2 separate regions of the Mus musculus genome follow, and region 2 is linked to region 1. Evidence: chromatin contacts called from public HiChIP or PLAC-seq data. All regions are on one chromosome and are shown on one strand. The core of a region is the stretch at or near the end of the contact, and the rest is flanking DNA. Distances in the headings are between cores, read along the strand shown.

Region 1 (4,320 bases), core at 195-2,694:
CAGTTGGGGGTGGAGGCAGGACATAAGTCTCCAATTTCCTGCCAAGGAACACTCCTGACCATCAAAGCCAAGGCCATGAATGGGCTGGAACATGGCAGGCAAGCCGGCAGGCAGGCACAGGGACAGGAAGGTTGGGGTGGGGGCCAGGGAAATGGGGATGGCTGGGCTCTGAGCCCTTGCTGCTGACCCTTCAGGCACAGGGAAAGCCCCTCCCCATCCTTCCTTCCTATCTGGTGGGAGCAAGGTCACCCTCTGAGAGAGGGCCACTAGGCCTCAAGTGACAGCTGCAAGCTGCTAGGAGACCCTGACTGAGAACTTGTAGCTGGAACTGTGGCTTCAAACAATGGGTCTGTGTCCCACCTTCCCCCTTAGCGGTGTATTTTGGGCTTTACTTCTGGGGCCTCAGTTTCCATGCACGGAAAGTGGGTTGAGTCTTTGTAAGGAGGTTAGCATTTGGTGTGGTCCTATGTGGGCACTCCCATGCTATGGAGAGGATCACCTGGGTTTCTATGACCTTAGGAAAATGACTCCTTGCCTTTATCCCAGGGCCTACCTGTTCCTTTGAAGGTCAAAGGAGTCCGGTGCCCAGTGCCAGCTCATATGTGGAATGACTTTAGGTTTCTCAGAACCTTGGCCTAAGGGCAAGGTCCTGGGGGTCTGCGGGGTTTGGCTCTATCCAGAAAGTAAGGCCCTGTGTCTGGTGTTCTGCTCAGCCCAGCCTGCCCTTGCAAGAGGAATGAACTTCCTCTCAACACAGTTTCCTACTTTTGCTGTGGGATTGTCAAGTTTGTCCCCGGAGCCTGCTGCTTGCAAACTCCTTTTACAGAGCAGTTCGGGGAACAGACCATAGGTTAGCCAGGGGCCTGATGTCCCTGGTCTGGCTGGTCTTTAGAGTGAGGCTTGGAGAACATAGGGGGTGTGAGCGGGGGGGGGGGGGGGCGGGGGGGGCGGGGAGGGGGACTGTGGCCAGAAGGGGCAGGCGGTTGAGGGGAAATGGAGGGCTTTAGGGGCAAGGAGAGGAAAAGAGTAGAGAGGGAGAGCAGCGGGAACAGAAAGAAAAAAAAAAAAAAGGAAACGCAGATGAGGGAGAGGGAGTGACGCGGGAGAGACACGGGGCGGAGTTGACAGGATCGGAGTAGGGGAGTCCGAGAGATTGAAAGAGCGAAACTCTGAGAGGCGGTGGAAGGCAAACGGGAGCCCAGAAACAGAACAGAGAAGGTACTAGAGCGAGGAGAAAGAGAGGAAGGATAACAAACAAGCGAGAGGAAGACATTCCAGGAGCTGGCCAGGAACCAGGAAAGAGGCAGGCAACTTGCGACTGCCCGGGTATCGGCCACCAGTGACCTCGGACCGCGGGGCGTGGCCCAGAGGCGTGGCCGGGGGCGTGGCCCGGGGCGAAAGGGCGTGGGCCAAGCTGCTGGGGCGGGGAGATGGGCTGTGGGCGTGGTCTCCACGGAGCCGCCCCCGGGCTGAGCGCCTCGCCAGAGTCGGGCCGGGGCGCCGGGGCCGGGGGCGGCAGGCGCGGGCAGGAAGCGCCTCGCGGCCCGGGCCCCCCCCCCGCCTCTCGCCGCCTCCGAGCTCCCGGCTCCCGGCCGCGCCGCGCCCCATGCACTCGCCGCGCCGCGCAGCCCGCGCTCGCCTGGATGGCTCGTCGCGCCGCGGGCGGCGCACCCCCTAGCGCCCGGGCCGCCGCGGCCGTCCCCTTGCGTCCGCGCCCTCACTCGCGGGGCCCTGGTCTGCTGCCGCTGCCTCTGCTGCTGCTGCTCGGGGCGGCACGGGCCGGCGCCCTAGAGATCCAGCGCCGTTTCCCCTCGCCCACGCCCACCAACAACTTCGCCCTGGACGGCACGGCGGGCACCGTGTACTTGGCGGCAGTGAACCGCCTGTACCAACTGTCGAGTGCCAACTTGAGCCTGGAAGCCGAGGCGACCGTGGGTCCCGTGCCGGACAGCCCGCTGTGTCACGCCCCGCAGCTCCCGCAGGCCTCGTGCGAGCACCCGCGGCGCCTCACGGACAACTACAACAAAATCCTGCAGTTGGACCCGGGCCAGGGTCTGGTGGTCGCGTGCGGCTCCATCTACCAGGGTCTGTGCCAGCTGAGGCGCCGGGGCAACATCTCAGCCCTGGCCGTGAGCTTTCCGCCTGCCGCGCCGACCGCAGAACCGGTCACCGTGTTCCCCAGCATGCTCAACGTGGCCGCCAACCACCCCAACGCGTCCACTGTGGGACTGGTGCTGCCGCCTACCTCGGGCACCGGGGGCAGCCGTCTGCTCGTGGGCGCCACGTACACCGGCTTCGGCAGCGCTTTCTTCCCGCGCAACCGTAGCCTAGAAGACCACCGCTTCGAGAACACGCCCGAGATCGCTATCCGCTCCCTGGACGCGCGTGGAGACTTGGCCAAGCTCTTCACCTTCGACCTTAACCCGTCGGACGATAACATCCTGAAGATCAAGCAGGGCGCCAAGGAGCAGCACAAGCTGGGCTTCGTGCGTGCCTTCTTGCACCCGGCGGTGCCACCGCACAGCGCGCAGCCCTACGCGTACCTGGCGCTCAACAGCGAGGCGCGTGCGGGCGACAAGGACAGCCAGGCGCGCAGCCTGCTGGCGCGCATCTGCCTGCCCCGCGGCGCGGGTGGCGACGCCAAGAAGCTCACCGAGTCCTACATCCAACTGGGCTTGCAGTGCGCGGGCGGCGCGGGCCGCGGCGACCTCTACAGCCGCCTCGTGTCGGTTTTCCCCGCGCGCGAGCAGTTCTTCGCTGTCTTCGAGAGGCCCCAGGGCGCCCCAGGTGCCCGCAACGCCCCGGCCGCGCTTTGCGCCTTCCGCTTCGACGACGTGCAGGCTGCCATTCGTGCAGCGCGCACCGCCTGCTTCGTGGAGCCGGCGCCCGACGTGGTGGCGGTGTTGGACAGTGTGGTGCAGGGCACCGGGCCGGCCTGCGAGAGCAAGCGCAACATACAGGTAAGCCATAGACCTGAGGGGCGTGTGCGGGGATACAGTATGCACGCAGATATCCCAGAGGATTGGTTACTGCCAGCGGTGCTGGCCCGGGAGCGTACTGGGTCACAGGTGCGCACACCTAAGTGGGGAGGTCTAGGTTGTCAAGGTACCCAGGTGTTCCCCGAAGACAGCGCACCTACAAATCAGCTCTGCAGGTGGGGGCCACAGGTGTGTGCTGAACTGAGAGAGGGGAGTGACACCAGGAGAGTGTTTAGGGAGAGTGCAGGTGCCCTTAGGACATACCTCTGCACCCTGGCAGATGTGTGATGGGTGTGGCACCTGGCACTGAAGATAAAGGGCATGTGGGTCGGAAGGGCTGAGTATGTGACAGGGACACCCATCGGAGATCCCAAGAGTGTAGACCTGCAGGGATGTAAACTCCCAGTGGGAGCCCGTGCCAGGGGACACTGTTATTTGGGAAGTGATTGGTTCCCTAGTGAGGCCACCTGGTTGGCAAACAGGTGTGTGCTCAAGGCCACCTCAACAAATAGCAAATGAGCAGCTAGCAGGTGGTGTGGCAGACCTGTGATCACAAATGCTGTGGGTTTTTAACTTAAGCCAGCCATTCTCAACATGTGGGTTGTGTGTGACCCCTTTGGAGCCAGACAACCCTCTCACAGGGGCTGCATTATCCTGCATATCAGATATTTACTTTGTGATTCATAATGGTAGCAAAATTACAATTATGAAGTAGTAACAATGAATTCATTTTATGGTTGGGGGGTGGTGGTCTTACCCAGCCTTAGAAAGGTTGAGAACCACAGACCTAGTGTGTGGTGTGTCAAATGTCTTCAGCAAGTGTGTTCTCATCCCTTTGTACATACAGATGAAGAAATGGGTGTAAGTTTTAAGGGATGCACAAACAGCTGAAAAGGAGCAGAGGTGGGGCTTGCTTGAACACAAGTTGTTTGGCCCCCTCATGTGTTCATGGTGCTGGGGCTTTGCGGCCTTACAGATGTGGAATGGGGGCATCCAGGCAGTCTGGCCGGACAAATGGAAGATGGAAAAGGAGTGAATCTTTGGTGGAGAACTATAGGGCTGAGGGTGAGGCGGGGCCTCAGGGTGGGCAGTAGCAAGAGAGCCAGGCTAGGGGATCCCCAAGTGAATTGGCCTTGGGTACAGCCAGTCCCCTCTAAGAATTTCACAACAGAACTCATTTTCTTTCAACCCCAAAATGACACTGAGTTTACAAAGGGCTAAGCCCAGCCTTCTGGGCTCACTGAGGCTCCCTGCCTTGTCCCTCTCTCTCTGTGGTCCTCAGGGGTAGCAAGACTATACCGTGGGCGTGCCCAACACTGGGGCTTTGAGCAAGCACAGATTC
Region 2 (4,005 bases), core at 1,463-3,962, 240 kb after region 1:
ACTCACAGAAATCCTCCTGCTTCAACCTCTTGAGTACTGGGAGTACAAGTGTGAGCCATTACCCCTGGCCTTGGAGAAGTCATTTTACAGGCAATTTCAGATGGAAAAGCTAGGTCCTGCCCTCCCAGACATCCTTGGGGTGTGTGTGTGTGTGTGTGTGTGTGTGTGTGTGTGTGTGTGTGTAAACAGCCAGACCCCTGGGGCTCACAGCAGGGGAGATTTCTTTTCTTTTCCTTCTACACTTATAGGGCATATGTATGTATCAGGTCTAACAAGTCACTGGGGCTTCTTCAAGAATCCCATGGTCTAATCCCAAGAACAATAAGGCATAGCAAAGGCTGGGTGTCATTGGCCAGCAGACACAGCACCCTGTCATATGTAGGGAGCTGCTGCCTTATCATTTTAACAAATGGGGAAACTGAGTCTCGGCTGTCTGACTGTTGTCTGTAGGGTGCACGTGCCTGCTGAGTCAGGGGTCTGGGTAGTAGTTCTGGAATGCAGGAAAGCTGTCAGTCAAGCCCAGCTGCTGTGCTGACTCCCCGGGGGCTGTCAGCTGTGCTCCATCCTGGTGGGAGGCTGTGAGTCACCCACACACTGGGCACTGACATCACCTGGGTGGAGCTAAGGTGGGGGGGGGGCTCCTTGACACCTCAGACAGGTCCACCCTGACTATGACATCTGCCCACTCGGAGGTACTGCTGTCAGGCTCCAGGTAAATATCCAAGCAGGTGCTTCAGGAGAGGCAGAGAGGGAAACTGAGGCACGGGGTGGGGGTGGGGGGAAGTGCCTCATGACAGAATCAGAAGAAGGGAAACCAAAGTTAGACGATTCCTTTGAGAAGGCACTTCCTGTGTGCCAGTCATTTAAGCCTTCAAGATGGCAGAAAACATTCAGACTGGTGGGGCTCTGACATGAGCATGTGTCAGCGCAGATGTGCTAGGATAGCCTGGGGACAACTTGTGATTGCATGTGGCTAGGAAGGGCCCCGGGGGTTTAGCAGTTTCTAAGGGGTTTCCAGGTGATTTTGTCTCTTGCTCATCTGAAGTGAGTACATTATGAGAATAAATAAGGTTGTTTGTTTGTTTGTTTGTTTGTTCTCATACCATATGGAGTGATGTCTGGAGTGTGCCCTCCACCCTCCCCACCACCAGACACGCACACATCAGGCTAACCTTTCTGATCGCTTTCTCATGCAGCAAAATTGACTGAATGCCTTCTACACATTGGTCCCTGTCCCAGATCCTAGAGCACGTGCTTAATGAGGAAATTTGCACCAGAAAATAACGTGTGGAGTGTGGAACAGCAGGGCAGACTGAGGCAGGCTGAGGCAGGCAGAGGCAGGCTGAGGCAGGCAGAGGCAGGCTGAGGCAGGCAGAGGCAGGCTGAAACAGGCTGAGGCAGGCTGAGGCAGGCTGAGGCAGGCTGAGGCAGGCTGAGGCAGGCTGAGGTAGGCTGAGGTAGGCTGAGGAGGAGCTAGCGTCCTAGCAGGCTGATCACAGCAGGCCCTTTGGGAAGGTAACATTTGAATAGAGACCTAAAGAGTGAAGAAAGAAGGCTTTCTAAGGGAAAGAGTTCTGAATAGAACAGCCAGTGCAAAGGTCCTGAGGTAGGTGCCTATCTGGGATAGCACTGGCTGAGGGAGAGAGGCTGTCATAGAGTTAAGGTCGGAACAAGAGGCATGGGGCAGATGGACTTCGAGAATGGGCTGTGCCCTGAGAACTGACAGTTATTCATAGTGGGTACGGAGCTAAATTGGCTGCCCAGTTGGACAGCAATGGGGGAGGGGCAGGGCAGAAGCCGGGGAAGAGAAGTGGTGGTGTAAGAACCACATGGTGACTGTGGAAGTGGATTGGGGGCAGGGGTGGGGCTTGGGGGACAACAGAGGCAGGCCTGTAGGACTTGCTTCACAGGTTGAGCACATGCTGAGCTTGAGCAAATAGTCATGGGTCGGGCCTGAGACTAGGATGAGCGGGGCCTTCTTTTCCAGGAAGCTCATGGCCCTGCCTTTTATCCCTGCTGGTCGGTACTCCCCTGGACAGTGGCAGCAAACATTTCCTGTCCTGTTGCTCAGGGTGACTGATGAGTGAGCACAACGCAGAGGTGGCAGCTGGGTGAGGTAACCCTTGGTTTCCTGCCTCTTGAGGACTGAGTTCCTACCCATCCTAGCCAGGCGGCTGCTCTCCTGACCTGCCTCCTTGCTTCCACCCAGTTCCCTCCCCAAGGGGAAGCACTGTATGGCTTTCAGCCCCTCTCCATGGTCCCTGAACTCCCTCGTCCTCTCCATACACCACTCCAGCCTTGGTATCCAGAAGCAGGGAACATGACAGCATCTTCTAACTTGCAGGGCAGGTCGGGACACATGGCTGGAACCTGAATCAGCCGCCTGGGCAAGGAGGAGGAACCCAAGACAAACCCTCAACTCCTCCCTTCCTGGAGTTTGTCACGACCTGGGGAGGTCCACCATGGTTGCCACTCGGGGCTTCAGGTTTTAGTGTGATCCTGGGGTCTGTGGGGGTGTGTTTGCCACCATCAGCCCCTCTTAGGATGCTGGGGGAAGAGGCAAGTCAGACAGGAAGGCCTGGGGGCTGATAGCACCACAGGAAGGAATGCCAATGCCACAGCACCAGGGTGAGCCAGCGGGGGCCCAGGGGCAACGTCATGGTTGCCCCGCCCTCTGCTGTCACGGTGCCATGGCCTCTCCTTCCCCAGCCCGGCCACATTCACAGTCAACACACAGCTCACCTTGCAGCTCACATGAGCCCAGGGACTCCAGGTAATGGGACATGGGACATGGGACTGGTCAAGCAGGGGTGGGGGTGGATCGGGGTGGTTTCAAGAGGATTGGGAGACATGGTTGATCTTTAGGCTCCCTGTGCTTCCTTGGTGGCCTGGGATGGAAGCCCAGCTCTGCACCTCCCTGGCTTGCTGAGGCCCCTCAGTGTCCGTTGTGGATGACATCGGGGCAGGATGGACCATTTGCCCCTCATATTTGTTTTGACACTTCCATAGCTTAGACAGTCCATGACCAGCGCTGACTCTTATCACTGGCTTGCTGTGGACTTTTAGAAATGCCTGGCCTCACTGGACCTCAGTTTCCCCATTTGGAAATGAAGGATTTGACTAAGTATCTAGAGGCTTTTCTCAGCCTGTTGTGGTGGAAGCCAGAAGCTTAGGGAATGCAAAGGGTCTCAGCCTCGGCCTCTGGCTCAGATCAGGTAAAGCCACCTTCCTCCCTCATAGCCTCTCATCACGAGGGATGGCCCCAGGGGAGAGGGTGCTGGCAGACCCCAGGGAACCACACTCAGCCCTCTTGGGGGTTACTTCTCCCTATGACAGCCATCCTCATCCGGTGGTTTCTGCTCAGAGTATCCTGGTCCTCAAGCCCCCAACAGGTCTTTTAAAGGGGACAGAATGGTGCTATTGTCCTCTTTAGTTCTGTTTAAAACTGCCCTAGATAATCCAGGGCCCTACCTAGAGGTAGGAGCATGTGTTAGGGGAGGCATGGTGAAAATAATGTGTGTGGTGGTGGTGGTGGTGGTGGTAGTGGTGGAGTTGTGGGGGGGGGACACCCTGTTTTGGTCAAGGAAACAGATCTGTAGAGAGTGGGACCAGAACTCTGGGTGATGTGGCCTCTGCCACACTAGCCCATCTGGCTCTAACATTCTCCTGAAGCTGCTTTCTCAGCCACGTCTGTTCTCCCCCACCTGTGTGTGTGTGTGTGTGTGTGTGAGACTCTTCCTCTGTCTTTCTGTCTCTCTCTGTCCCTCTCTCTCTGAAACAGCTTTGTTGAACCAGACATGACAACATATACCTGTAACCCCAGCACTTGGGAGATGGGGTCAGGAGAATCAGGAGTTCAAAGTCACCCTCAACTATACAATAAGTTCAAGGCCAGCCTGGGCTACATGAAAGCCTGTCTCACCTGCCTCCTTTATTGACAGATGGGCTTTGTCTGCTGTAATCGTTCCCTCTTTACAAGGACAATTCAGAGGTTTCCCATAGACT

The links. HiChIP or PLAC-seq counts read pairs in DNA pulled down with a chosen protein or histone mark.
Region 2: a FOXA1 HiChIP or PLAC-seq map of pancreatic cancer cells shows a contact between it and region 1. The contact joins the promoter of Tmem40 here to the promoter of Plxnd1 in region 1. A contact is called at or near these places in 2 of 115 datasets of contacts at active chromatin or transcription factors (microglia and pancreatic cancer cells).

Annotation. Positions count from the first base shown.
Region 1 is chr6:115,992,129-115,996,448 of GRCm38.p6, reverse strand. Plxnd1 (plexin D1) reads left to right here and starts at 1,444. Exons shown (of 36, transcript NM_026376.3): 1 at 1,444-2,960. The coding sequence starts at 1,644.
Region 2 is chr6:115,757,706-115,761,710 of GRCm38.p6, reverse strand. Tmem40 (transmembrane protein 40) reads left to right here and starts at 2,712. Exons shown (of 12, transcript NM_144805.2): 1 at 2,712-2,773.